Linked DNA regions of Mus musculus: all the other regions are linked to region 5. A link is a contact called in public promoter capture Hi-C data. All regions are on one chromosome and are shown on one strand. Each heading gives the region's core, a stretch centred on a gene start, on an enhancer-like site or on the middle of the called end of the contact. The rest is flanking DNA. Distances are from core to core; before and after follow the strand shown.

Evidence for each region. Promoter capture Hi-C pulls out the DNA fragments that hold promoters and counts their contacts.
Region 1: a promoter capture Hi-C map of liver shows a contact between it and region 5, with 3 times the contacts expected there. The contact joins the promoter of Sufu here to the promoter of Sec31b in region 5. A contact is called at or near these places in 3 of 39 promoter capture datasets (liver and pre-B cells), 1 of 484 Hi-C or Micro-C datasets (B cells) and 1 of 115 datasets of contacts at active chromatin or transcription factors (embryonic stem cells).
Region 2: a promoter capture Hi-C map of pre-B cells shows a contact between it and region 5, with 5 times the contacts expected there. The contact joins the promoter of Psd here to the promoter of Sec31b in region 5. A contact is called at or near these places in 3 of 39 promoter capture datasets (liver and pre-B cells).
Region 3: a contact with region 5 is called in a promoter capture Hi-C map of liver, with 3 times the contacts expected there. The contact joins the promoter of Poll here to the promoter of Sec31b in region 5. A contact is called at or near these places in 2 of 39 promoter capture datasets (hippocampal neurons and liver), 1 of 484 Hi-C or Micro-C datasets (uterus) and 1 of 115 datasets of contacts at active chromatin or transcription factors (pancreatic cancer cells).
Region 4: a promoter capture Hi-C map of liver shows a contact between it and region 5, with 5 times the contacts expected there. The contact joins the promoter of Fbxw4 here to the promoter of Sec31b in region 5. A contact is called at or near these places in 3 of 39 promoter capture datasets (hippocampal neurons and liver).

The regions. Positions count from the first base shown.
Region 1 is chr19:46,394,580-46,400,209 of GRCm38.p6, forward strand. It overlaps Sufu (SUFU negative regulator of hedgehog signaling), which reads left to right and starts at 2,317. Exons shown (of 12, transcript NM_001025391.2): 1 at 2,317-2,705. The coding sequence starts at 2,524. It overlaps Actr1a (ARP1 actin-related protein 1A, centractin alpha), which reads right to left and starts at 1,162. Exons shown (of 11, transcript NM_016860.2): 1 at 1,051-1,162. The coding sequence starts at 1,098.
Region 2 is chr19:46,323,580-46,329,142 of GRCm38.p6, forward strand. Psd (pleckstrin and Sec7 domain containing) reads right to left here and starts at 3,577. Exons shown (of 18, transcript NM_028627.2): 1 at 3,505-3,577; 2 at 2,588-2,643; 3 at 697-1,434; 4 at 335-437. The coding sequence starts at 1,350. It overlaps Fbxl15 (F-box and leucine-rich repeat protein 15), which reads left to right and starts at 4,605. Exons shown (of 4, transcript NM_133694.2): 1 at 4,605-4,947; 2 at 5,096-5,249; 3 at 5,509-5,563. The coding sequence starts at 4,895.
Region 3 is chr19:45,558,600-45,564,160 of GRCm38.p6, forward strand. Poll (polymerase (DNA directed), lambda) reads right to left here and starts at 1,965. Exons shown (of 9, transcript NM_020032.3): 1 at 1,887-1,965; 2 at 981-1,117; 3 at 26-320. The coding sequence starts at 1,092. Dpcd (deleted in primary ciliary dyskinesia) reads left to right here and starts at 1,986. Exons shown (of 6, transcript NM_172639.3): 1 at 1,986-2,108. The coding sequence starts at 2,045.
Region 4 is chr19:45,656,898-45,662,369 of GRCm38.p6, forward strand. It overlaps Fbxw4 (F-box and WD-40 domain protein 4), which reads right to left and starts at 3,296. Exons shown (of 9, transcript NM_013907.2): 1 at 2,879-3,296. The coding sequence starts at 3,132.
Region 5 is chr19:44,543,545-44,549,392 of GRCm38.p6, forward strand. Sec31b (Sec31 homolog B (S. cerevisiae)) reads right to left here and starts at 2,304. Exons shown (of 26, transcript NM_001033343.1): 1 at 2,244-2,304; 2 at 157-268. The coding sequence starts at 235. It also overlaps a transcript of Ndufb8 not described here.

The DNA of each region.
Region 1 (5,630 bases), core at 1,067-3,566, 1.9 Mb after region 5:
TGAGTGAAACTCAGAAATTAAGACAAATGTCCCTCCTCATAAAAGCAATACTTAAGTTCTTTCTATTTGTCTTTATCGATGCATGTGTGGAGCGGTGCTTAGCAAAGGATTGCCATTTAGATAAGGCGATGAAGTTGTGGGGCACCATTGCTGTATGACCTTGGTCACCTCCACCTTCCGTGTTCGTACTGTGAAAAGAGGGGCAAACTTCCTCCTTAACCATTCACTTTTTGGGAGGCTTCGACTTGCATGTTGGTGCAAAGCGTCCTGGAAACGCTAGCGCACCTGACAACCACTGTGTCTGATAATCCCCCTGCCTCTCACCTGGGCACTGCAAACATCAAAGCATCTCGCCTGCTTTGTCACCCCCCTTTCTTCTTTACCTTGACTAACTATAATTTATAATCACAAAAATAACTGAAATCCCATGGCCATTTCTGGTACCGGTTTGTCCGGCCCCACCCAGATACAGTTCACTAAATTGCCCCTCCAGCTCACACCCAAGGAAACTGTCCTTTTTCACCGGTGGACCAGCCATCGCCTTCCGCACCCTGAGTTGCCGAGCCAATCCCTACAGCTCTACTGCACGGCACCGCCCCTTACAGAAGGGAAACACTATGGCGACCGGAAGAGCGACAAGCGCCGGAGCCAATGACTGCGGAGTGCTGTTCTAATCCGGCAAGGCCCAAAGGCGGGACCAATAGGCTAAGATAGACAGCAAGAGTAGCCAATTGAGTGATGGAAAACCAGAGCGAAGGCGGGTGTCGGGCTCTAAGAGAACGGTTAAGGCCCCCTGAGCCAAGGGTCCACGGACCCTTCCCGGGCTACAGCTCTTTCCTTTGTCTACCCTCAAATTCTCCATTACACGGATGTTGGCTGGCCGCCCTGCCTTCAAACTATGGATGTGAGGAGGACGCGGGCGGCGGCAGCTGAACCCGCCTGACAGGCCGAGCCAGTGACAAAGAGCTGGCGGCCTAGGCTGAAACCGCGGAAACAATCCTTCCTGGAGGAGAACACAGTCCCTTTAAAGATAGGAAAGATGCTACTCACGTTGTCGATCACAACAGGCTGGTTGGCGATCACATCGTAGGACTCCATGGCAGAGGAATCTTTCCCTCCGAGGAAGGAACTGCCAGCCCGGTCCGCAGCAAACGCCACTGACACGCATGCGCAGTCTAGTCGCCGGTACTGGGCATCCAGGGAGCCGCCCGACCTCGCCTCGGAGGAACTACAATCCCCAGCATTCTTTGCCCCAGGGCTTGCGCTCCAAACCGGGTCCCAGCCCGATCGGATTTAGGAGATTGGACAGTGTATTTCCTACACATGGTGGGGTCTGTAGTGTTTGTAGATTAAAGAGCCACAGTGTTGATGATTATCTTGCATGACTGGATTTGAGATCCCTTCGAAGGGGTTTCCAGTACACTCTTAAATTTTGGAGTCTGAAGTACTTGTGAGTAGTTGGGTTTGGATTTGTCAGTACTTCAGGGGCGGTTGAATTTTACAGAGTAGTTCTATCTCTCAGCCATTCCTTCACTTGGGCAATACAAACCATTAATAAACATCTGTCGCTCAGTGGTAGAATGCTTGCCCAACACATATCCCAGCAGCACCGGGAGTGGTGCTGGAAGCCTTTAATCCCACCTCTTTCGAGGCTAGTCTGGTTTACAGAGTTCCAGGACAGCGAGGGGCTATAGAGAAAAACCCTGTCCCGAAAAACAAAAAAATGAAACAAAAAGCAAAACAAGACAAAACCCATGAAGCAAAAGCCAATGGAGGTTATAAAAAAATACCTGTACGTTGGATGCCACAAAACCACGGGCCTAAAATATCATCTAAAGGTTTAGAAATTGTTTTATTATTTTTCTTGACCTTGATGGATGACAACATCCAGGCGAAGAGAAAGAATAGGTAAATTTTTTTTAAAACAGCCAGGCATTTTCCCCAGGCACATTTCGAGTTACCCTTTTTGTCAATAGTTCCAAGAAATATTAGAGTTGTAACATTAATAATAATGACATACTGTCTAATGAATTAGTTGTCAAGCTTATCTTAAAATTGTGTATTAGTAAAACAATATTAAGCGCTTCTTAGTAGTTGTGTAGAGCTTTCATAGGACCCTGGCGCCTCAAGGTACCAAGTCTCTGTTCTAAACTGGGTTCCTCCTAACACTAGGGGGAGGCCAAGATCCTTGGGACGCTCCCAACCCAGGGGCAGGGAGGCGGAGTCTATTGTCAAGTCACGCCTTCCCCACTTGTGACTGGCAAAGACACTAGCCAATAGGTGTCAGGAAAGGGCACGCTGACGCCCCGCCCCTTGGAGCTCCCCGCGGTCCCACAGCATCCTCTGGCCGACGTCTTGAAGGCTCCGGCTTGGGCGGACGGAGCCTCGTGCGCAGGCGCGGAGTTAGACCTCGCCGTAGCCCCCATCGCCTCGGGGAGTCTCATCCACAGTGGGTCCGCTGGCCCATAGGGGCGCTTTCCCTCCTCTACCCTCCCGGGTTCTCCGCGCGCCCTACGCGCCCCAATGGCGGAGCTGCGGCCTAGCGTCGCCCCCGGTCCCGCCGCGCCCCCGGCCTCTGGCCCTAGTGCCCCTCCGGCCTTTGCTTCACTCTTTCCCCCGGGACTGCACGCCATCTACGGAGAGTGTCGCCGCCTCTACCCTGACCAGCCGAACCCGCTCCAGGTTACCGCTATCGTCAAGTACTGGTATGCTCTGGGCCTCGGGAGGACGGGGTCCGGCCGGGAAAGCTTCGAACACCCGGGACGAAGTAATTTGCAGAAGGGGGAGGAAGAAAACGGTTTAAGTACTGGGGAACCAGGAGCTTCCTGGTGCTGTGGAAGGAGTTAGGACAGAAGTTGGGAATGGGGACAAAGGGTTAATGGATCCCTTGAGTAGTGAGGGGTTAACCCGGATTAGGACAACCGAGAACTGGGGGTGTATACAGAAGCGGAGGGGGGACTGTAAGAGCGAACTGTAAACGTGGAGAAAGGAGGGGGCGCCTGTGGTGGGTCATTAGTGGGCTTGGGGGAGCCAGGGGGCGGCTGGGGTGGGATGGGGGGGGGAGTGAGGCGGGGCCTGGAGAGCATTTGAGAGGGCTTTGGAGGGCACAAGACCGCGTAGTCTAGGGCGGTCCGGGAACCAGGACGCCCCTGTGGGTTAGGAGGGAGCAAGATGAGGGCATTGTGCCTTTGATGAGGGAAGAGTTGAGGAGAGGCCTTCTTTCAGTCTTCTTTCGGGACCTTCCCGAGCGCAGGAGCTTCTGTCATTCAGTGCGAAGCTGTTGCTCTTGAAGTTTGACAGAGCAGCTCTTCCAGATAAACTTTTTGCTTACTCTGCACAGTTCTCTTTCTCTCTGCAGAGCTTGCTTCTGGCTTTGCAGCTGCTTTAGCTTTAGGACGTTAGTTAAGAACAGGTTTCGGGAGAGCCAAGCATTAGCTCGGGATTGAAGGGGATCATAGCTCGCCACCAGGTGCGTGACAGAGACCTGAGTGGGCAGGAGGAATGAAGAAGCGCATTCTGTCTTGTCTTCGTGATTTCAGCCGAAGTTTAAAGATGCCCTGTAAAAGATCAGTTTCCAAATGGGCTGGCTGTCTTTGGGGGTAGAAATGGCACTTTCTCGTCTCCTATTCTTTTTTGCATCCTGTTTCTTCAGTCAGCCTTCAGACAAAACAGGTGTTATGAGACAAGTCCTTGTGGTCTTTCTGAACCAAAAATAGATTCAGAGGTGGCCACATTCAGGCAGGCAGTCGTTGTATTGTATGATCCTGAAAAGTTCCTTGCCTTGGGGTATTGGCAAATGGTGGTCCTGAAGTGAGGGATGCCTTTGCAGGTTACACACCCTTTAAAGCTGAATCTTTTTCCTATGTGGCATCCTCTTATTGCCTCTGGAGATGGGAGATGGGCTGTAGAGAGCTGAGGTTACCCCCCCCCCCCGTGTGTCACTGGGATAATAATGCAAAGGAAACTGACAGCCAGGAGGGTCTGGGGACCAGCCTGTCCGGGTAGCCAGGAGCCATGCTGGCAAGGCATCTGTGCAGGGCAGCCTAGTTCCTGGCTGACTAGTGTTTTGAAGATTGCTTCTGAGTGGGTAGTGGCTCTTGCTAACTTAATCACCCATTTCAATGGCACCTCTGTATTAGTTGTGATGAACTTGTCCCATGTCATGAGAAAAACGGGGCTGACCTTGCCATACTGTTTGCTCTGATCTTGTTTAAGTGTGAGGGAAAGTCCCTGTGCAGAATAGGGGGCACCTGGTTTTATGTCACCTACATGGTCATCAAGACAGAGTTGCCTGTTAGAGGTATGGAAGCAAAGACCAAGGGTAGTTATACTATTTTCTTTCTGTTATAAGCTTTCAGTGAGGCTGTATCCCCAGAAGTAGACCAGAATGTGGTAACAAATGAAAAGGCATGTACAACACTTTGTGAAGTAAGAAATGCTACCTAGATGCAGGAATCTAAGAGGAACCAGCTTAGGAACTGGTTCTTTCTAAGACTCAAAGGGAGTTGCAGAATTGAGATACTGAAGTTTATTCCTATCCCTCATGTGTAGGATCTTACCAGCCCCTTCAGTTCTCACAGCAGTATGACTGACTAAACTGCTTGGGTCTGGTTATGGGCTTTCTTTGGGGGTTTGAGGGGTAGCATTTTAGCTAGTGGTCCCTGACCACCAGGAAAACTCTGGCTGTTTGATAGTTGAGATAGCCGAGCAAGACAGAATCAAAGTAGGGAGGCAGAGCCTGGTGTCTTGTCCTGCAACTAACTACCCTATAGAGAGAAAGAAAGAAAGTGTTCTGGGAATTAAGGTAAGGGATCCCCTGGGCCCTTGGACCGCATCTCTTCCTAAGTGTAAAATCTGATTTTTTCCCCCATCCATCTGACTGAGTATATGGCTAACTTTGCTTGATTCATAGCCATTCTGTGACACTTCTTAAAGCCTCTTCTCGATGTGCCCTCTCTTGGGAGGCTGTCTGCGGGAGCTGCAGTGTGCCAGCAGTCGGGCAAAGGACAGAAAGCACAGTGCGACTGCTTGTTGCTGGACGGACCTAGGCCACATCAAGGGCTGTGGGAGATTGGCAGCAGAAGTTGGGGGAGAATATGGAATCTTTCTTTTTTAGGGTTCTACAGCCTTAATGGGGTCCCTTTCTTTCCTCTATCCATCCCAAAACCATTTCTAAATCCAGCTGGTTATGGGTTTAGTCAAATGATTTGGTGAAATCACAGTTAAAGACATAGAGATTTGTCCCTTTACCTAACTCCCTTGGGCAGATCCTAAGCTATTTTAGTGACTTTCTTTCTTATGACTTCTATAAATAACTTAGCCTCCCCCCTCCCCCAAGAATAAGGATTTTAACAAAGGCTAGTAACATCCTGGCAAAGAGGATGAAACCAGACTTACTGGTTTTAAAATAGGGTTTGAATTGCATGGTCCTGGCACACTTGCTGGGATCTCTTGTACTATGTCTTTTATTTGGTCGTTAGCTTTCCCTCAGTAGTTTAGCCCACTTGCAGAGTGCACTCCTGTCCATGTTCCAGGGGCAGGCAAAGGCCAACTCCACTCTGTGGTCTGTGGAGTGGTCCACGTGAGGCGGCTCAAATGCCGAGTTTATGGGCTCGCTGCACACTTTCTTC
Region 2 (5,563 bases), core at 2,327-4,826, 1.8 Mb after region 5:
TATCTGCCACACCCTTTACTTGATCCAAATGCCGGCGGGACTCATCTTAAATCAAGCCCCTATCAAATAACTATGAAGAAACCAGACTATTTTCTAGTCCTAGGAGTAACCCCTGATATCTGGACCTCCCCTCCTCTACTATCCAGCTTCCTCCAGAGCCCAGCCCAACCCTCAGGACACAGATGAAAGACTGGAGCCTGGAGAGACTTTTGGCTGACTTAGGAGCCCAGGGAAGCCAAACAGGAGGGAGGTTTGAAGGGATGCCTCTTTGCCAGGCCTCAGCTGCTGTAGAGAAGGTCCTGCCCTCCTCCCCTGGGCTAAGTTCAAGCCTTACCTGAGCTGGGGGCGTCCAAGGAGCCATAGAAGAATTCCCACTTGGCTCGAGCGATTCTCTGGGCATGAGAGGAGACTTCCCGGGGGGAGGACCAGGTGTCCCCCTGAGCCAAAGAGGGAGTGAAAGGCACAGGACCCCAATGAGAACCAGACAGACAGACACAAGAATATGGAGTTCCAGAAAGAAAACCACACGGGACAGAGATGAAGGTGCAGGGATACAGTGACAGAGGGCAATAAAAGCTCATTTAGGACATTAAAGGATTTGGGTGACTGTAAGACAAACCTCAGTCCAACAGGGGCTGAGATTTGTCCCTTAGCTGAGGTACTAGGGCCCCAGGCAGCCCAAGGCAGATTTCATACCTGGTTTAGGAATCCGGTGTCTGCAGGTCCTCGGAAGTGCATGGCCAGGTGCTCAGGGGTCCCCCCCAGCCCATTGGGGAGGGAGGAGTAAAGCCCATCTGCCCCGATCTGGGGTGGGACCAATGGTCCACGTGAGGGGTCCCTGCTGCCAGGAAGAACAGAGCCTCCTCCAGCTGGGAGTGGGTCTGATGTGGATGCCTCTAGCCGCAACTTCCGGTTGCAGCCAGGTCCAAGGGCTGGGGTGGGCCTGGGGGCAGAAATCCCGCCCAGGTCCCAGCTCCGACTCAGGCCTCCAGAAGCAGGTAGGCCATTCAGTGGCCTCACACTGGCCTTCTCCACAAAACGGAAGATGACCACAGAACTCTGTGCCCCTGGTGGAGGCTGCCCAGTGGGTGAAGAGGGTCCCCAGGGTGAGGGAGCTATATGGGGTGAGGGAGGGGCTCGCAGAGGGGTACAAGGTGCTGTCACACGTCCCAGATCCCGGCCTCGAGGACCTGGGCCCACCACTCGTCGTATAAGGGATCCTGTGCTGCCATACATGCTGGCTGGGGGACTTTGGGGCACTGGGCCTTCGGGGAGCCAGCGACGAGGACATCGTGGTGGGGAGATGGCACAGTCGCCTTCTGAGCAGAAGCGCATGGCACCCTGGGCCATGCTGGAGCCGGGGGGTCAGGCTGGGGGGGCAGGGATGGCGAGGCCAGGCAGGGAGTAAGGGGGCTGCATGCTCTTCAGACAGGCCTGCAAGAGAGGAAGGAGAACATGGGTGGAGTGCTTTGGAGTCAGACAGGCGGGGCAGCAGAGACAGAGATGGGAAGGTGGGTTGGGCCTTCTAAAGTCCAGAGACCTATCCTGGGAATGTGGGATCAGCCATCCGGGGGACTCCTGCTTTGGAAAGCTTCCAGGGGCTCCTCTTCTTCTGTCTGGGAGCCCTGAGCATCACTTTATGGTGAAAGAGCAAGCTAATTCAGCTCATGGAGTTGTGTTCTGGGGCAGCCGGGAACTCTCTCTTGGGTGGAGGCTGGAATCTTATCTTCTGGATGATAGAGGCCATGTATCCTCTACAGTTCCACTTATGGGGGACCCTCACTTAGAATAGGAGAAACCATGCTTCTTTGAAGGAGAGGGAAGAAAAAGGGGGTTGCATGGGGGTGATGGAGTGTTGAGAGGGAAGAGGAGAGAAGGAAGGGTCTGAAGAGGCCTTAACATCGGTCCATAGATTGCTGAGTGGGGAATAGATATTCTATTCTCCATACCAGTACATGCACACACACACACACACACCCATGTATAAACACACACAAGAATTCATATACACACATGCAGAAGGACAAAGTATCAGTAGTTAACACATTCATAGGCAACACCCTCCAGTACACACGCAGTACTGCTCATAGACACACCCTCATACAATCACAGTCATAACAAATATGTGTATGATGGAAAAGCACATGCTTATCTTACACACACACACACACACACACACACACACACATCACCAAATAATAGCACACAAAGAGGTTCCCAAAATTCAGGCTCTCGTTCTCTGATGCACACAGAAACAGGTGTATCAGAGACCTCCTCGTCACAATCATAAACACAAATGCATATTTGCTCACAGAATCAGAGACACACATTCTCTCCTCCCCACACCAGTAACCAAGTCTGGGTGGGTGAGGGGGCTGCACCACATCCCTCTCCCTCAACTCCAGGGATATGAAATATCTTGCCCAGCCCAGAAGAGACCATAAAGGAAAACCGGGCCTCTGATGGCAAAGCAGCAGCATAGAGAAAGCTGTCAGGAGCAGCACCCCAGCCAGACAGGTTCTTAAAGCTCAACAGGAGCCTGGACCTCCCCTGTGAAGGCCCTCCTCCAAGGCACCCCAGTACTCACCGCTGCTCGTCAGGAGCTGGAATCGAAGAGAGGCAGAGAGGCTGGGCCCCGCTCAGCTGTAAAAGCAGCAAGGCTCCCGCTCGCTCCAGGCCCGCCCGCCCGCCTCTCAGTCCCTCCTCCACCCCTCCCCACGCTCTGCTCAAGCAACGCTAATCCCCCCCCCCCAACCTCCCTCCATTCCCAGGGCCCTAAGTCCCAAAGAATGTCACCACCTAGTCACTACCTAAGACTCACACCAGAGGAAAGGGAGAATGTGGAAGACCCCATTCTGTTCCCTAAACCCTCATATGCCCCACCCCACTCGTGTTCAGTTCTCTCTCGTCCATCATCTGAACCACACGTAGGGTCCAGATGCATACGCCTGTCCTGCTCCAGACCCCACGCGTGTCCCTAGGAGGCTGCCACATGACCTGTTACATGCCACACGCGCTCCCGCCCCCACAAGCACGCGGCCACGCAAAGCACACGGTACGGAGTAGATCGGACCCGCCCCCTAAAACCAGAAGACCCAACTATGGAAGGGACATTAAGCGAATGCAGTCATAAACACTTTGGGGTTCTGAACCTCAGACCCAGGAGTCCTGTCCTGAACCCCAACCCGGAGTGCAGAGGAAGGATAAATCAGACTCCAGGAGGAACTTCCTTACTGCCTAGGTTAATCGTCCCGCCTTTTCAGGGACGAGAGTTTAGAAGGGATGACCCCGAGACTGGGACAAGAAGCACAGGCAAACCTTGTGCCCTTGGCCAGGGTGGAAAAGGGTCTGGCTCTTTTAGGAAAACGCCACACGAGTTACTATGGTAACTATTCTCCTTTGGAAGGCCAAGACCGGCAAGTTATGACCTGGGAAGAAAGAGAGGGTCGATTCGGGTGGCCAGAGGGTGCGAGGACGTTCGAAGCGGGGGTGCGCGGGGCTCACCGCGGGGAGGGGTGGCGCGAGTTCCGCGAGGTGCTGAAGGGGACAGCGCCAGATTTGTCGTAATGCGCAAGCGCAGAGGCGCGAACAAAGGGGGGGGTGTGGAGGCGCGCGCCCGGAGGTGGTGCGCGCCCACATCAATCTTGCAGAGATCCTTCCAGGCTACCCCTTCCCCAAGTAGACTGAGACGAGGAAGCAATCCCCTCATCCACCTTCACCCTCTTGTGTCTTTCCGGTGCTAGTTGGCTTTTCTCTTTATGCTACAATTCAGTAATGAGGTAGTGTAGAAGGAATTCTGGGAAAACCAGGATTTCTGGGTTCTTTATCCTTGCTTCGTTTGATCCTGGTTAGGGAGCTTTCTCCCTAGAGCCTCGATTTGCCTGTCTTTAAAATGGACGGTCCTTCCTACCTTTGCTGATGTACCCAAACCCCTGATAAGGATGGGAAGCAGTTTTCGTTACGAAGCGGCTGAAATGTTTGCATAAGGGCACGCAATCATGTAGATAGGATGCAGCGGTCTTACAGTCTTTCGCATGCCCCACACCCACCTCAGATGTTGGAGGAAAATATTACGCCAGGGGTTCTCCAGAGAGGGACTTGGGCTTAGTATCTGGGGGTGCAGTGAAAGGGGAGCCTAGTGGTTGAGCTTTGGGAAGACAATGTCCCTACAATTAATCCAGGACCAGTCAAAGCAGTACGGCTAGTGGCCTGCACTGAGCAGGCAATTCCTCTCGGACTCTGGACCGCTGGAAAGCAGACCTGGCTGGTCCTATATAGTCCTTTGTCCTTAGGCAAAGAGCCGGACTACGCTGCCCTGAAGTGGAAAGAGATGGATGTCATGATTGTGCATTTCACAAGAAATGGCAGGTTTAAACAAGTGTGCTTGAGAGTAAAAGCCCTAGCGTCGCCCATTTAATCTAGTCTTTTGGCAGTTGCTTATTGAGCACCTAGTACATACCAGCTAGTTATAGTCTGGGCAGCCTCTCCCCCTTTTCTTTTTCCAAAGTCGCTTAAAGGCGACCAGAGGACAGAAGGAGGCACTGGGTAACCTAGGAGTCCTGGCTCCGCCCCTTCTGCCTTTGGCCTTGTCTGCTCCTCCCATCACCACTCAGAGGCGGCTACTGGCCCGCAACGGAGACCGAAAGCAGTGTTCGCTCGCCGCTACTCCAGCCTCGGGCTTCAAGCCCTGTAGCTGAGAAGACATCTAATGGTACATCACTGGTCCGTTCTGCCTCAGTTTCGGGATCCATCCGAAAAGCTTCCTGACAAGGATTCTCAGTGAGACCGCACTCGATTAAATCGGTCTGTCTCTTCCGACCAAGGAGGCGGGCTCGCCGCAGCCGCTTCAAGGCCAAAGCGAGTGGAGCTTACTGCGCACGCGCAGTAGACAGCGATGGAGCCACCAATGGAGCAGTCCGGAGGGGAGCAAGAACCAGGAGCTGTCAGGTACCGAGCACTGGAGGGGCCTAGGGAGGGAGGGCAGCCGAGTCTGGGCCGGACGCGGATCCCTCTTGCCAGCCGGGACTCTCGGGTATAACAGAAGGACTCGCACGTAACAGCGGCCCGGGGACGTCAACGCCGTTTTCCCCCTCAGGCTCCTGGACCTGCCCTGGGAAGACGTGCTGCTCCCGCACGTCCTGAACTGGGTCCCGCTGCGCCAGCTGCTCCGGCTGCAGCGCGTCAGTCGCGCCTTCCGGGCGCTCGTTCAGCTGCACTTGGCGAGGCTGCGCCGCTTCGACGCCGCTCAGGTGAGCCGGGGCCCGGAGCCACGCCCACGCCACGCCCCCGCGTGGGTACCACCGTCGCCCCGCCTCCAGGCCAGCCCCTGCTGCGCGGTAAACCCTTCCCGACCCCGGGTGAGACGTGGAGAATTCCAGAGGGCAGCGGCTCGGAGGGAGCTCGGTGTCCCTTCTGGGAGGGCAGGGGGCAAAGTCCCGAAGTTAGGCGGCTGCCAGGCAGTGGCCCGCCCCGGGGACAGACTTGAGTCTCCGTGTCTCCCGCCCGTAGGTGGGTCCACAGATTCCACGGGCGGCACTAGCCCGGCTACTGCGGGATGCTGAGG
Region 3 (5,561 bases), core at 715-3,214, 1.0 Mb after region 5:
CTGAGAAAGGCTAAGAGCTGCCAACCTCTTGGGCATGGGAAGGCTGAATCCTTCCGTGTCTGTCAGCCTTCCCTCCTGCAGGCACAAGCTCAGCCAGGTGGACTTCACCAGCTGGGCACCAGGGGGTAGCTGGGGCAACCTGAGGAGCCGGAGAGCCCGCTCATAGTCCATGTCTTCATCCACCACAATGTGAGTGACTCCTGGGGCCTGGGCAGAGCACACCTGGCCGCCATGGTGGATAATCTGCTTCTCAAAGAGTTCAGCCCGGGCACGTCCAATGCCAGCGGGCATAATGTGGGCTCTCAGGGAGCTCAGCCATCCTGTGGAGAGGATATTCAAGTGGTATCACCATAGCTATTATTATTATTATTAATTTTATTGCACTATTATTTGAGATAGGGTCTCATGTAGCCCAGGCTGGCCTCAAACTGACTATGTAGCAGAGGATAACCTTGAGTTTCTGATTCTCCTGCCTTGACCTCTAAGAGCTGGGATTACAGTTGTAGGTCAGAGCTATAATGAACTGTTCGAAGCCACCTCCCTTCCTTTTCCTGCCATCCAGAGAACAAAATACCTTCAAAGAATTCTACCGCAAACGTACAACAAACTTCCTTTTTTTGGGGGGGGGTGGTTAGTTTCAAGACAGGGTTTCTCTGTGTAGCCCTGGCTGTTCTGGAACTCACTCTGTAGACCAGGCTGGCCTCGAACTCAGAAATCTGCCTGCCTCTGCTTCCCAAGTGCTGGGATTAAAGGCTAAAGGCTTGCTTGCTAGCGATACCCCCCAGGGGTTTTTTGTTTTTGTTTTTGCTTTTGTTTTGTTTTGTTTTTTTCAGCAAACTTCCTTTTTTGTTGTTTTGTTTTGCTTTTCGAGTTTGAGGCCAACCTGATCTTGGCCACAGGTTAGGTCACTTCTGTTAATCTGACTCTAGCTGAAAACAAGAAGGCTGAACGTTCCAGTGTGTGAGGGTGGACCGGCTCACCTCTAGCTTCTCCCACCTCCCTTTTGGGAATCTTTGCAAGTGCTTTTGAAGATAGATCTGCATGACTTTTCTTCCGCTTGGGAAAGGCCTTCACGATGCCCTGAGGGTCCATTGAAGGGCGCTGGATCCTGGCCTTTCTGTTAAAGGATTGAGAGCCAGCCCTTAATAATTTGGCATAGAGGTGGGGTTTAGGGGTAACAGGTCCCTTTCTCAGAGGTCTCGGAAACCCCAGTTAAACTTAAGTGATTTAATCCGAGTGCCACACACACATACCAGCCTTTCAACCCTAGTCGTACTGAGGGAAGCCAGGGAAAGGTTGGGATTCTTGTGGGTGTAGGGGAGGTGTGGATCGAAAGGAAACAACATGGGGTGGGGGTGGGGGGAGGAATATAGCGCAGAGTCAGCCTCTGCGTCCCCTTCCAAGAGACTTTTCCAAAATGATGACGGGTTTGGGAACCGGACTACATCTTTAGGAGAGTCTTCATCTCCCCAACGAATTGGAGTCTAAGGGACATGTCACATAAACCTCGCATCATCTTTCTCTAGCCTCAATGTGCATTCGCAGAAGAAAACCTGGGGAGTGAGGCTTCAGGGAAAGTTGTGGGCACGCTGCGCACCTGTCCCTGTCGCAGCAGCCCCATCGCGCGGGTCTGAGCCCCGCAGCTGCAGGGAGGTGGAGTGCAGCCGCAGCAGATGTAGGGAGCCCTCACAGCTGGAGGTGGGCAAGACCGAAGCAGACGTGCCACATCCACTGTGAGCAGCTGGTGTGAACCAGGGACTCCCAGCTGGGGCCAGAAGAGAGTTGGTGCTGGATCCCTAAAAGTTCTGGGAGCATCCCCACCCCACCCGGCCCCAGGACCGGTCCAAAGTAGGTTAGAATCTCCCGGCAAAGAGAAATAAACTCACCATGGGAGCCAATGAAAACGGATTGGGGGAGGAAGGGGTAGAGGGGAAAAAAAAAAAAAAAAATCAGTTCCCAGAATACTTCCCGGGTCATCCGGAAGTGATCATCGGTCGGGTAGTTGCCATGGCAGTGGCCCGGCGCGTTCCTGGGCGGAGGGAAGATGGCGGTGACTAGCTGGTTGGAGGTTTTGCGGTCGGCCGAGAAGACGGCACTGCTGCAGGATGGTAACTCGAGACCCCTCGTCCTTCCCCCCAGGGCGGGCTCTATGCGCCCGCTCCCCCAGGGAGGGCCTCAGCCTGGGTGGGCAGAGCTGGACCTGTCGCAGCAGCCTACAGCCATGCCAGCTTCCTGCTTTTGCAGAGGAAACCGGCCCAGGGAGATGACCCGAGTGGAACCCAAGTCTTTGGTCACCCACCTCAAGAGTTCCTTATATCATCTCTCCCCGCTCAGAGTTTTGTTGGTATTTCCCAATAATTCATTTTACATTCATCATCGTCCCTCAGGGCTGTACCAAGAGGCTAATTCTGCACCCCATTTGACTGACGAGGAAACTGAAACCCAGGAAGGTTTTAGACCAAACCCAGGTTTTGCAGATAATCAGGTATAATTCGTCATCTGGGATCCATGCAGCTCAATTTGGGGGTCCTATTGATGACAGCAGCCCCAATGGCATAGAAAGGAGACACCAGGGTTTTAGATCAACTCTAACATCGATTCACCTCTTCAGTTGTTAGGACCCCATTTTCTTCAATTATAAAATGAAGTGGGTGGGCTACCAGTGTTGTTTCTAAGGTCCTTGTTTTCTTTTTCTTTTCTTTCTTTTTTTTATTTTAAAGATTTATTTATTTTTTTATTATATGTAAGTACACTGTAGCTGTCTTCAGACACACCAGAAGAGGGAGTCAGATCTCGTTACGGATGGTTGTGAGCCACCATGTGGTTGCCGGGATTTGAACTCAGGACCTTCAGAAGAGCAGTCGGGTGCTCTTACCTGTTGAGCCATCTCACCAGCCCAGGTCCTTGTTTTCTAACTATGTTTTGTTTATGATGTGGATTTTAAATTGCCCCCTGATCTTTAGGGGAGATAGAGCAAGGGCTAAGGTCTAAATGACTAAGAACAGGAGCTTGAGATGTCAGCTTTTCCTCATCCTGCAAGTGGCCAGTTTAAGTGCCCTGTGCCCCTGAGGTCTTTCACAGACCCACCCACCTGGCAGCCAGGGTGCCTTAGGTCTGAATTCCTGAGGCTTTAAAGCTAACAGCTAGCTTTAAAACATCCACAGGCAGGTGCCTGAAGTTTACAGAAATTAAAATCAGGTTTCATTTGCTCCTACCCTACAGCATTTAGGGAACCCATTGCCATGTGCCAAATTCTGTGCTAGAGCAGATAGAAAAAACAGACAATAGCAAAGTTAAAACAAACAAGAAGACGACAACCATGGCTTATGCTTTCCTGGGATCATAAAATTATCAAGAAAAAAATATGTAAGGAAATAGCAGCTTGTATTAAATAGAGGTTGGGATCTTAGAAAGGCAAGGATAGCCCCATGCCTGCCATCTCTGCACTCAGGAGGTCAAGGCAGGAGACTCAGGAAGGAATGAAGGAAGGAAGGAAGGGAGGGAGGAGGGAGGGAGGAAGTCAGGCAGACAGACAGGAAGGAAGGAAAGATTGAGATAGTCTGTGAAATGCTAAGAAAGCACAGAGGTGAAAATAATTTTCTCTTTGGATAATCACTAAATAGAAGAGGTGATATTCTAGCCCCTAAGGAATTTTTAATAGTTACTTGGTAAGTGGAGATGAAGGAATCACACATAGAGACAAAAGAAGTGTGCACATGTATAAGTGTGAGAGTGTATGGCAAAATGTCAAGTATTAGGAAAGAAGGCACCATTCGGGGACTGCCTGCACAGCATCCGGGGCCAGATACAGGGAAAATAGGCTGTAAGAGGAAGTGGGAGAAAATGGAGAGATGCAGACTGATGGCCATGTGTCACAGCCACACAGTATGCAGCTTTGGGACACACTTTACAAGACAGAGGTCTTTTTCTTTGAGACAGGGTCTCACTATGTAGTCTTGGCTGCTCTGAGCTGGCCTTGAATACATTCCGGCCTAAGCCATGTACTGTCATGCCTGACCCAGTTTTGGTTTTTTGGTTTTTCGAGACAGGGTTTCTCTGTATAGCCCTGGCTGTCCTGGAACTCCCTTTGTAGACCAGGCTGGCCTCGAACTCAGAAATTCGCCTTCCTCTGCCTCCCGAGTGCGCCACCACACCTGGCTCCCAGTTTTTGTTTTTATTTTATATAACACACACATACATACATACAGCACAAAATGTACTGTCACAATCAATTTTAGGTGTGTAGTTAGGGGTCACTAAGGACGGTCCTGCTGTTTGCACCTGTCACCAATATCTAGCTCCAAAAGTTTTCATTCTCAAAGCCAATACTCTGCACCCAGAAAACACAACTCCACACCCCTCTTCCTCAGCCCCTAGCTACTTTGTATTTCAATTAAATTGACTAAGAGATTTATGTAAATGGAATCAAATAATATTTAATTATGTCACAGAGCAAAAGGTTTTCAGAGTTCATCAATGTCATCATGTGTATCCAAATTTCCTTTTTAATTTTTTTTTTTTTTTTTGTGTGTGCTTATGTGGAGGCCAGATGTCAGACTAGGGTGTCTTTCCTCACAGTTGCCACGGTGGTTTTTACTCTTTAAACATTTGTGTGTGTGTGTGTGTGTGTGTGTGTGTGCGTGCGTGTGTGTGTGTGCTGCGTCTGCGTCCCCCAGTGGAGGAATTATATGTTCATGTCACTGCCCCAGTCTATGGATGCTGGGGATCCATCAGGCCCTCAAACTTGAATGGCAAGCTCTCTGCTGACTGCATTCCACCCCTGCCCTGCCCCCAACATCATCCTTCTGTTTTCAAGCTATTCCACTGTAGGTGTGTACTCCTGATCTCTGTTCCTTCGTCTATGGACGGGTGCTTGGGTAGCTCCTGCCATTTGATTGTTGTGAATAGTGCTGCTTTGAACGTGAACATGCCAGTGCGTGTAAAATCTGCTTCTGCTGCTTTGGGTCATGAGGTAGTATTTGTGGGGTGTGTGATGCTCTCATGTGAGTTGCAGGAGCACAAAGACAGGGTGTCACGTGTGTGAAGTCCAGGCCTTTGCTTTAATCCTCTGTTACTCTCTGCCTAGGGCAGCCTTTCACTGAAGCAGCAGCTCCGTTTTGGCTTTGGGGACCTGCCTGTCTCTGCCCACCAATGCTGGGGTTACAGGCATGCACTGCCACACCTAGCTATGTAGGGTGCTGATGAGTCCAACTCAGTTCCTCATGCCTGCAGAGCAAGTACTCGTATCTGTGAATCAGATTTTTAAGGGTGCTGAAACGTAGGGTCTGCCAAGAGACCTTGCAAGTTTGGGGTCAGTGGACTGAAATACCAGTTAGCAATGACTCGGGGAACTGTGTCCTAGAAGAGTGAGTTACACAGGACAAAGCCACCTCAGGGTTCCTGTTCTTGAAGCTGATGGAGGGTACACGTCCACTGCCTAGGAAGACCCTTTGTCAGTCTTCCCGAGGAGGCTGCCTGTATCCATTTACCTGCCTGTAAGAAAAAGAAGAAATTACACAGCTCTGCCCTTGAGCGAGTGCTTGTGGGCTGGGGGACTCCCC
Region 4 (5,472 bases), core at 2,046-4,545, 1.1 Mb after region 5:
AGCATGAACAGCCACCTTATGCAAGCAGCTATGTTCTGCACTCAGGGTGAAGGTGCCCTGATGCTCTGAACGGACTAAGGTACATGGCCTTATCTCTTCAGGGATGACAACTGCCTCTCTTGGGGTTTATGAAGTCTCTGCAGCTGTCCAGAAGCAGGCCACACTGGTAAATGCTCTCCACCTGCTACAACAGGCATAATTTCTCCCCTCAACCCAGAAAACAGAGCAGTGACCCTTGCTCTTTATCAACTGCCACGGCAGCACAACTCCTCTGGAAGGACAATGCTTCATGCTAGGACACACATATCTAATAACGGGAAAGCAGAACAAATACCATTTGGCAGACTCTAAGTACTTTATACTATAAATTCATTTTCATTTTATCAGTCTCGATTTCTCGCTTTTAGAATATCAGAAAGGAAAACAAAAATAAACATCGACTCTTTCATTCTCTACTGTAAGGAGCAACAGAAAGCCAAACTTTGCTTTGGTTGGCTTGAATCCCAGGCATTTTAGCCAACTTCTATTATAGTTCAATATTCCTTCAATGAGTTACTCTGTCCAAGCACATGATCCGTCTAAAAGAAAAAAGCCTTTCTGAAACCCAGTACTATAGACAGTGAATATATGCCGTTAAGAACATAAAGAGAAGAAAAGCACATAAAATGTTTACAAGTAAACTTTACTACAGACTACTAGAGAGGCAAACATATAATTCTGGTTCTTTTCCCTTTGGGTTAAAAAAGTTATTCAGATAAAAAAAGCGGGGGGGGGGAATACTCATATTTACAGGTGATAAGACTACATACACATAAAATGCAAAGGAATCATTATCAACAAATTATATTAGAATAGAATACTTTAAACAAGACAATCATGTTGAAAACTTACTAAAGGATGACACATTAGAAAGCATGCAGAAAAAGTGCCTTTCTAATAAACATAGAGCACACAGGAACAAATCAGTAATAAATAAAAAATGGTATGTTAGAACTTTATAGTGAAAACCACAAAAATCCTTAAAAAGGCATAGAATGGTTTTGGTCATGAACTGCAAGCTGAACAATGATGCTGACATTTTAACACAGCAAGTATAATCTAACCCTAGCAGATATCACACTCTATCAAGGAGCAACATGCTTAAAATATTATGGAAATGAGAAGATAAGCCAGGAGAAAAATGTGAGAGTTCAGATATAAAGTGAATATACAAATGTATGTGTGTATTCAACATACAGCAATGTAAGCGTTCTAAAACAAAATGGGGGGGGGGGGGGAATTGCTTAGCCAAAGGTGTAGCAATAACTGAGCAACCATTTAGAGAAAAATATAATAAGAGAATTTCACTCCTTACACCAAAACAAGTGCTACTGACATTGAAATGCCATTAAAAAAAAAAAAAAGTTAACAAAAAACTAGTTGGCAATCAAATTTGTCAGGCTTGTGGAAAGATTATAAATTTCTCAGGTAAAGGGGGGAGGAGCAGATTCTAATGAAACATAAAATTCTAATAACAATAAAATTAAAAATTGACTGGAAAATGTACCTCTATCATCAAAGATGACAGACAAGAGTCAAACATTTATGACCCAGAAAAATTCCAAATTTATAACAAAAACACCAAGACCCCAGAGACAAGGAGTAGGAAGAAACAGTCTCACAGGTGAAACAGACACATGGCAAAATATTTATCCTGGCTAGCGCAGAGCGATACAAAATAACAGAGCTTTGGCTACTATCACTCACCCACTAAAGATGTGGTTTAATTCTCTCATCAAACCGGCTCACTCATTCTTTGCTGGTATACTGTGACCTCTGCCCATCAAAACCTTTAATCCAATAGTGGCTACCTTGAAATTTTTATTCTAAGGAGTTAATTCAAGACAAATTATGTCATGGCGTATGACATACCTCCAAATCTATTACATCATTCATTAAGCATTCATTCTGTTAGGATGGGGAAGTGGGGTGGGGGGTGGGGGGTAGTAGGGTTAGGGGGTGTGCAACTGAAAAACTTTTAAAATGGAAATAGGAGTGCATCAAATGATCATTTCTTACGGTTTTTTAAAACTTTATTATATTCGCATATGTTACAACAAAGCAAGAGCAGGGTGCAGTCTGAAAGCGTTTATCCTGACCAGTTCTGTGACTGTCATACACGCTCTCCCCTTCCTGTTTAACAGCCTGAGTGTTTTAGGAATGGTTTGCATCCACGGGTCTCAGATATTACTAGGTCAAACTGCCTATCTTGGATACCGCCTACCCCAAATCCAACTTGATGCCTCACACAGACATCTTTTGTGGGTCCTTCCACCTGAATTAAGTCCTAAAATAGGTTGACAATGGAACTGAAAGGTTTTTTTGTTTGTTTTTGTTTTTGTTTTTTTAAGGTTCTGAGCCCTTTTCTGCACATTTAATTTGATCTGAGCCCTGAAACCTAACAACCTTTGAGAGGGTGGGCAGGACGAAAGGCCACAAAAACCACGTTGGTGGACCTGGGCCTGGGCCCTAGAACCAGCAGGAGTCACCCTTCAGGTCCTGTCTGTCGCACAGGACACAGGGCAAGGAACCCAGGGAGCCAAACCTTTGGGAATACTCATTTTAGGATGGCTAACTGTGAGTAGCCGCCCACGGGGGAGGGTGCCGACTGAGGAATGCTCTCCGGAAGTTTCCTCGGGTTGGGGAATCTTGAAGAGGGGTGACACCAGTATTCCTCGAGGGTGCTGGGGGAGGGGAGAGGGAGGGGGTGGGGGGCAAGTCTGGGCTTCAGTATTCCGGGTGCCACACGGTCCCGAGCCGACCAGGCCTCGGCGCCCCGCCCTTTCCCAGGACGCTGGCCGGCCCGGGGCGGGGAGCGGGCGGGCGAGCGGGCGCTTACAGGTCGGTGCCGAGCCGCGTGAAGCCGGTGTTGAGCGAGGCCCGGGCTATCGGGCGCCAGAGCAGGTCGCAGCTGGTGAAGCGCCGCAGCCAGCGGCAGACTTGGGCCAGGCGGCCGAGGGCCCGCGTGTCGAGGTAGGAGCAGATGAGCAGCAGCAGCTCCTCCGGCAGGCGCCAGAGCGCGGGCCCCGCGGCCGGACGGGTGGCCGGCTCCACGGCCGCCGCTGCGGCATCCTCCGCCGCGTCCTCCGCCATGGCCGTCCGGGTTCCCGGGATGCCGCCGCACGCCTGAGGTCCCTGCTCCTGTCCTCTCTCCAGGCTGTCGTCCTCCCGCCGCCCGGCCCCGACCCTCCGCTCCTCCTTCCCCGGCTCTGCGCTGCCCTCATCCCGCTTCCCGGAGCTTCTCGGCCTTTCCTCCTCGCCTCCCTCGCCTTCCTGTCCCCGGCCTGCCTCAGCCGCCGGCCCCGCTGCCTTCCTCTCCGGCTGCAGGCCCGGCTTTCCTTCCGCCCCGCTTCCTCTTCCGCCGTGCCCGGTACCTGCTTTCCCCTTCCCTTTCCCTTTCCCTTGCTTTCCCCGCGCGACCCTCGCCTCCTGCAGTTTCCTCGCCTCCCCGCCCTCGCCTTCCCTGGGCCCGCGGTTCCCGGGGGGACCCGAGCGGCCCTGGCTGCTCATGAGCGGCCGCGGGGCCGGCTCGACGCACAGCCGAAGACGCCACCGCCTCCTCGAGAGGAGGCGACACCACGTCGGACCGGGTCACATGGGGCGGCGCGGGCCCAAGCCGAGACCCGCCCCTCACGCCTGTATTTCGGGGTGCGAACCCCAACCTGGTCACTGACATCCCCATCTTCTGGAGCACCAGGAACATCTAGTTGAAGCGTGTGTCTTCAAGACCGGATGGAGAAAGCGAGCTTGATGGCTCTCGTCTGTGATCCCGGCATGAGGCTAAGGCAGGAGGATGGCCATGAGTTCAAGGCCGGCCTGGCCTACAGAGCAAGAGACTGTCCAAATTAAAAAGACAGAGACAGACAGACAGACAGATTGCTGAAAGGTTCACAGAAAACTCCCACCTACGTCACAAGAGGAGCCTGTGGCTTCAGGAACTATCAAAGTTGAGCCTCTGCCCTCAAGGGGCCTTTTGGTCCCATGAGGCTTCCTCTTCCCCAGGTTGATGCCTTCTTTCCACAAGCCACAAACCAGATTCTTAAAAAAATGCAAGCCAGACGTTAGAAAGTTCCATTGCCCTTGGTCTCACGAAGGATGTCAACCAAGGTCCTGTAGGTTGTCCCAGTATGATTCGACAACAATGAGGGAGGTAAAACCAACCTTCTAGATCCTGAGTCCGCAGCTCCCAAACGAAGCAGCACGTGGCCAAGCAGGGGTTTTTTAGTAGCCGTTACATAGGCAGAGCTGAATCTACAAGATTACTAGGGATCCGTTTCCCATACCACCCACTGGATCCACCTGAACCAATCTAAGCTTCAGAAGTACAGATCGATGCTGTCCCATTGGATCTGTGGGGCCACTTTAATCACATGTGGCTTCTTTCTGTGTGTGTGAAAGGCAGGGTCTCCAGGTCTGAGCGTGCTGTAAGCATAAGTGAGGTACACAGCTGATTTTGAAGAGCTAGACAGGAAAAAGAATGTGAGATGTCTTACATAATTCTAAACTACATGTTAATTATTAGTAGTCTGGACATACTGAACTGAATTCAGTATATTTCGTATAATTGTTAGAAATCTTTGTATTCCGTGTTATTTCTCTATTAGACAGCACTTAGGAAGTAAGACTTAGGAGAGCCAGGCGTGGTAGAACATGCTAATAGTCCCAGAGCTGAGGAGCCAGAGGCAGGCAGATCTCAGGCCAGCCAGGGCTACATACTGAGACCCTGTCTCCAAAAGGGGGGAAAAAGGCAAAATAAGTTTCCTTTTCTTGACTCTATATAAGAACCAAGGAGTGGTGGGACACACCTGTAATCCCAGCACTTTAGGAGGCAGTGAAATCACAATTTAAAGGCCAGCCTGGTCTGTCTGTAGTCAGACTGTCTTGAAAACAACCCAAAAATCCATATAAAAATGATTGAAGATTTTTTCTTTTGTATCTATACCTTTTAACATTTTTAAGGACCAGGAATGAGTAAGACGTTGGTTCTGAAAACCACTGGAAACCTAGCACAGAAGGGTTGCAAAAGCATCATGTAACAAGGTCAGACCGGAATCTGGAATTGCCCTAGAATTACTTTTTGATCTTAACAAAACAACAACAAAAACCCCGCCTACCTTGGCCCTTTAGTGTTCTGGGTCTGTAGAGGAGATCAATGCATGCTTTACTTTGGAAGGGTAAATGACATGATCCCTGTAAAATGCTTTGAACTCCTCTAAGAAAATTCTCAGTGATAGTTACAGGTCAAATCCTGTTACAAAAACACACGTGCACACATCCCCTTAGAAAACACAACAAAGGCTTCGTGCAGAAAACAATTTCCAAATTCGAAGGCCATGGTTTAGAAGAGTATTTGGGTATAATAATGGTTGGTATGTAAATGAAATGGCAAAAGGCATATCTTAATACAACCAAAGAGTCTAGCTTGTCACTTTA
Region 5 (5,848 bases), core at 1,054-3,553:
AGGTGCCGCCCTCAGGCCCTAGTCCAAGGCTGTTACCAGGTACCCAACCTGACATAATCCTACAGCTGTCTCTCATGGTCATTAAGGAATTCTAGATACTGAGTTTTCCTTTGATGGCTGACTTCTAGTAGCTCCTGGTCTGTCGTGTCATCGTACCTGTGGCCAGATACACAGGGTACTGCCTGGCCGGGCTCCACGCTTGGACAGCTGGCTTCTCAAGTTCTTTCAACTTCATGGTTTCCGGGAAACATATATGACCTTTGGCCCACTAAAAATAGAAATAATAATTAAAAAAAAAATCTTAGGGCCAGTGATCCAGGGAGCGTCTGTGGACACAGAGATGGTCTCTCTTCTCTACAAGATGAAGTAGTCCAGCAAAAAACAGAATGAGAAAAACAAGCTCATCTGACAGTTCGCTTACCCAATGGCTAAAACTGATTATCTAAACTCCCAAGGTCTTTAATCAACATTGGTTACTACAGTTCTACCGACAATAACCATCAAACTAGGTAATTTCTCAGTGACGTTGCCTGATTCCCTTGGTTTTAAATATTGTATCTGTGCCAGGGAACCCTGTATTTATGTCATTGACACACATCTGTCCTCTGAGTACCAATTCCCAAGGGAAATGGATAATTAAATATTTCTAGCTATAATGTACATCTATGATCCAAGCATTCAAGAGGCTGAGGCATTAGAATCATAAGTTCAGGCAAGCCTGGCGTGGACTACATACAAAGTAAGAACTTATCTTAATATATTTAAAATTATAACATTCATAGATATGTGTGTGTGTTGCCTGCATGTATGTCTGTGTACCACACGGGTACCTAATGCCTTCAGAGGCCAGAAGAGAGTGTTGGAGCCCCTGGAACTGGAGCTACAGATGGCTGTGAGCTACAATGTGAGCGCCCCGGGAACCCAGCGGGTGCTCTTACCAACAGAGCCATCTTTTCAGACCCTTTCCTTTTGCGGGAGGGGGCGCATGGTCTCCCGTAGCCCAGACTGGCCTCAAACTTGCTAGGTAACTGAGAATGATCGTCCTGTCTCTACTTGGCAAGTGTGAAGCCCCCACACCGCATTCATTTTAACTCTGTGATTTCCACTTCTAATGTATACTCAAGGTCTCATCCTCACGGGCCAGCGAAAGGGCTGAAAGGTAAAGAAGGACACTTAGAACTATTTGTGACCTGCTTGAGCAACCCAGTCAGGTCAGCCTCACCTATAAAAGCAGGCGATAATAGTACTTAATCTCTATTGTACTTTCCAGCTTGAAAAAAGCTTGGGGCTGTCAGTTAAGCTTGTTTCTGGGAGCTTCTAAACTCCTGAAGCTCCGCTTTATCAGTGACCAGCGAACTACACTATTTCGTCACCAGTGCCACCTGCTGGTCAGAACCATCCTGTACAGAAGCGCAGCGACCAGCAACAGCGCATTTGCCAGGCACAACTAGAAATTTCTATAAATTGTTACTTTGTTTTACATAGAAAACAGCCGGCTAAGCCGCAATGTAAACCCCGTGCTTTTAACCATTATATTAATTTAAGCAAAGCTTTCATGACGTGCTTAAACCATTGACAGAAGGACGGGAGAAATGCTTTTTTTTTTTTTTTTTTTTTTTGGTTTTTTTCGAGACAGGGTTTCTCTTTATAGCCCTGGCTGTCCTGGAACTCACTTTGTAGACCAGGCTGGCCTCGAACTCAGAAATCCGTCTGCTTCTGCCTCCCGAGTGCTGGGATTAAAGGCGTGCGCCACCACGCCCGGCTGAGAAATGCTCTTTTCATCCACTTTGCTCTGAGGCATCATTTTATAAGAAAAACCCTCGTTAGGATCAGAACAGCCAGAGCAGTGGCGGGCTGATAGGGTCGGGGAACCACTATCAGGGAGGACGACCCTTGGCAGTCCAGTCCTTAGGGAGAAGGTCAACACGGCTTCTCGCCTGCTGACTGCCATACAAGGCGCTTGACGGTCAGTTACCACTGGCCAGGGCACCGCGACAGTGTGCAGGCTGAGGGCCCGGTCAAGTCAAGGCTTGGGGGGCAGTCGGAGGCGCGCGCAGCGCTGCTGGACCTCGGCGGGGTTGGGGACACTGTGTGGCAAGGGGAGCGGGACCGGGTCCAGCTGGGGGGATTCGTACTGGTGCTCCAGAGGCGTGGCAGCCCGGGTGTGGTCAAGGCGAGCTCCCCGGCGTCCTCCCGTGGGAGGAGCGGTGCTCCGGGACCCCAGACCCGCAGGGGAAACCCACCTGTTCCGAGCGCCCAGGTCAGGGGTCACAGGCGACCGCCTGGGCCGGTCCTGTCCCAACCAAGGGCGCACCGCGCTGCGGACGGCGGCTGCCGAGGGCCAAAAGTCAATTTGCCCTGGCCACAGCTGGCGACCCACTCCCTCTGCTCGCCTAGCTGAGCTCCTCAACACTAATCTGCACCGAGAGCGATAGCGCAGAGGTTTCCCAGCAGGGCCTGCCTCACTTGCCCTGGGATTGCACAGTTCTAGCCCCCACACCAGTACATGCTAGTCTATTCTATTTGAGTCAGGCTCCTGTGTATAGAAAGGGAAAACACTAATTCAATTTATTATGTAGTTATTAAAGTGAGGGAAGCCCATGAGCTCTCAGTGTGATCTATTTAGCTAAAAAGCAATCGAGGTTGTAAATAGTAGTGGTGCACACTGGAGCCTACTAGTAGAGGGTGTCCACAAACTGATTAACGGCTGTGTGTGGAAAAAGAGACAACTGTGAACCAGGCACTTCATGGAAGATTTCAGGCACATGACATGGGCATTACTCCTTGGAGCTGAAAGAACACTAGGTGATATTTCAGCAAAAAGGGGGGCCAAAGCAGCTAATGGGCATGCTGGCATTTCCCATACAGTAAGTCAAAGAGACTGATCAAGAACAAGTACTGATAGATAAATTGTGGAATACCAATTAATTCTGCGGTTAACAGGGAATTACTGAAAATTATTGGGTCAGAGGCACTAGTGGCAATTGTATTTTGTATCTGGCAGTATGGATCCCTTTGGAGAAAAAAGAGAGGAAGGCAGGGACCCAATTACAAGAGGAATAGAGCAGCCCAGGGACCGGTGAAGAAAGTCAGGATTAATACTGGTGACTGAAGGAGAGCTGCCCTGGCTCTCCTGACTGAGAAAGGAAAGGATTCAAGACAGCCGGGGCCCAAGAGCAAGGGAGACCCGGTGTCGCTGATAACAGAGTTAAAACCTTGAGGCAGAGGAAAAGAGAATGTGAAGATATCACAGATGCTTTTCAAGTTGAGATAACTGTGGAGGTAATTGTGGCAGGTGAAGATGCCCAAGTTGGTTCAAAAGTGCCACTTGATGCATGGTGAGTTCTACCCGGGTCACCTCTGAAACTGGGGTGCCCATTATCTGATGGGCAGTTCTGAAACCAGATAGACACCCATGTGTGGCACCATCTGTGCCAGGACCATTCTTGCTACAACTAAACATTTAACTTTTTTTTTTTTTTAAGTGTCCTATCACAGGTGAGCCGGTGATGGGGGTGGAGTTGGGGAGTGAACAAGGTCTGAGCCTTAGGAACTAGAGGTGTGGATTGGCTGAGAGTGCTTGCTTGCCCTAAGGCTTGAAACCCTGGTTTTATTTCCCAGCACTAGAGAAACCAGTAGTCGTGGTGGCTTCAGGGTGGAGGGTCAAAAGTTCAAGGTCATCTTCAGGTACCCAAGCTACCCAGCAAGTTCAAGGGCACCCAGGGCTACAGGAGATTCTCTCTCTTCCTCTCTCTCTCTCTCTCTCTCTCTCTCTCACACACACACACACACACACACACACACACACAGCTGAACCTTGGAAAGTACTCCCAAATTAGGGAATAAAGCAGAAGTACCAACCACACTGATGGAGCATCACAAAAGAAATCGCACTAAAGTCCTAAGGTTCAAGTCCCAGCACCCACATTGCAGCTTCTAACTGCCTAACTCCAGTCCCAGAATATCCAACATCATTTCCTGGTGGCACACAGCCATATACATTCATATAAATAAATAAATATTTAAGAATGAGATGATTAAAGAGTATATCTTTGTAAAAAAAACTTCTTAAAATGACATTTATTCTGTGTGCAAGTGTGGATGCACACACACTATATATAGCACATGTGCAAAGGTCAGAGGACACCTTGAAGTAATGGATTTTCTCCTCCAACCATGTAGGGCCTAAAGATTGATATCAGGTGTTCACCACATATCTTTACCAACTGAGCCATCTCAGCAGCCCGCAATAAATCTAAGAATTCTTCAAAAAGTAACGTTTTCAGTTCCACTCCCTAATTTTGCACTTTTTAACTGCCCAGATAATCCACTAATGGAGCCCATATCTAAGTTGAATGATGTGATGGTCTGAATAAGAATGGCTCCCAAAGGCTCGTATACCTGAATGCTTGGTCACCAGGGAGTGGGACTCTTTGAAAGGGTTAGAAGGTAAGGAAGCATGTTCGTGTTGGAGGATGTATGTCAATGGGGGTGGGGTTTAAGATCAAAAGCCCATGGCAGGCCCAGTCAGACTCTTATCCATCCGTCCTCCCTACCCACTCACAACCCAGATCAGGATGCAGCTCTCAACTACATCTCCATCATCATGCCTACAATGCTTGCCACCATGCTGATAATGGACCAAGCTTTTAAAACTGTAAGCACACCCCCAATGAACTGTTCCTGAGTTGTTACGGTCATGGTCTTTCTTCGGAGCAATAAAATAGTGACTAAGTCTGATGGGTTTATTTGTACTGATGCAGGAGAAACACATTTTTCTTATGGGTCAGGTTTCCAAAGGAAATGAAGTTACCTTAAGAAAACACTCTACTTTTAATCTCAGCCAAAGCTACATAGTAAGACTCTTGTCAAGAAGCAACCCCCTAAACAGAGTGTGTGTTGACTCACTTGCCACTGCAGATGAGCTGACATTCGGTCAGTGGTCACGGGAAACTCGACAGGCACTGTACTCAGGTCATCCTCTTTGGATATCTCACACACACAATTTTACAAAATCCAGAAACCATACTTACACCATTTCTTTTATTCGGTTGAGTTTCAGGCATGAGCCACCATGGTTCCTTCCACCAATTCTTACCCTCCTTGAAGGTTAACAGATATCTGCTTGGATTGCCTGGAAGCCCCCATAGCCAAGACTTTTTAGTGGTTGCACCAGTCACTTCTACTCAACGAGCCTTATGGCTTAGACTACAAATGTGGCTACTTTGTCCGTTATTCCACGGCCATCCTGGTGACTGTTATTGCTTTCTTATAAGTTTTAATCTGATTGCTATACTTTTTAATCCTTTTGGGTTTTTGTTGTTGTTTTTGAGACAGGGTCTTTCTACCTTGGTCAGTCTGAAACTCACTATGTAGAGATCCACCTGCCTCTGTCCCACCCACCAGGTGCTAGAATTAAAAGCTTGTACCACCACAACCAACCTTTTAAATTTTTTTATTTTATGAGTGTTTGCCTGAATGTCTGAGCACCACATGCAGTGTCTCTGGAAATCAGAAGATGGTGTCAGGTCCTGAGGAGTGAGTTACAGATGGTTGTGAACCATCATGTGGGTGCTGGGAGAGCACCCAGTACCCCTAAGCCCTATTTCCCCAGTGGAGCCAGCTTCTTGAGACAGCACCTCACTAGCTGAGTTAGAGCTCAGAGATGTTTCCTGCTTCTCCTTCCTAATGCTGGGATTAAAGCCATCTGAGCAAACACTATAAATCTGAGAACTTTAGACTGTTACCTCCAAAGGTGACAACTAGAGGTCAGGGTTGGAGTAGTTCTCAGTGACACATGTACCCTTTAGGCAAAGTGGCCATGATGTCCTTGCATATTCTTCAATGA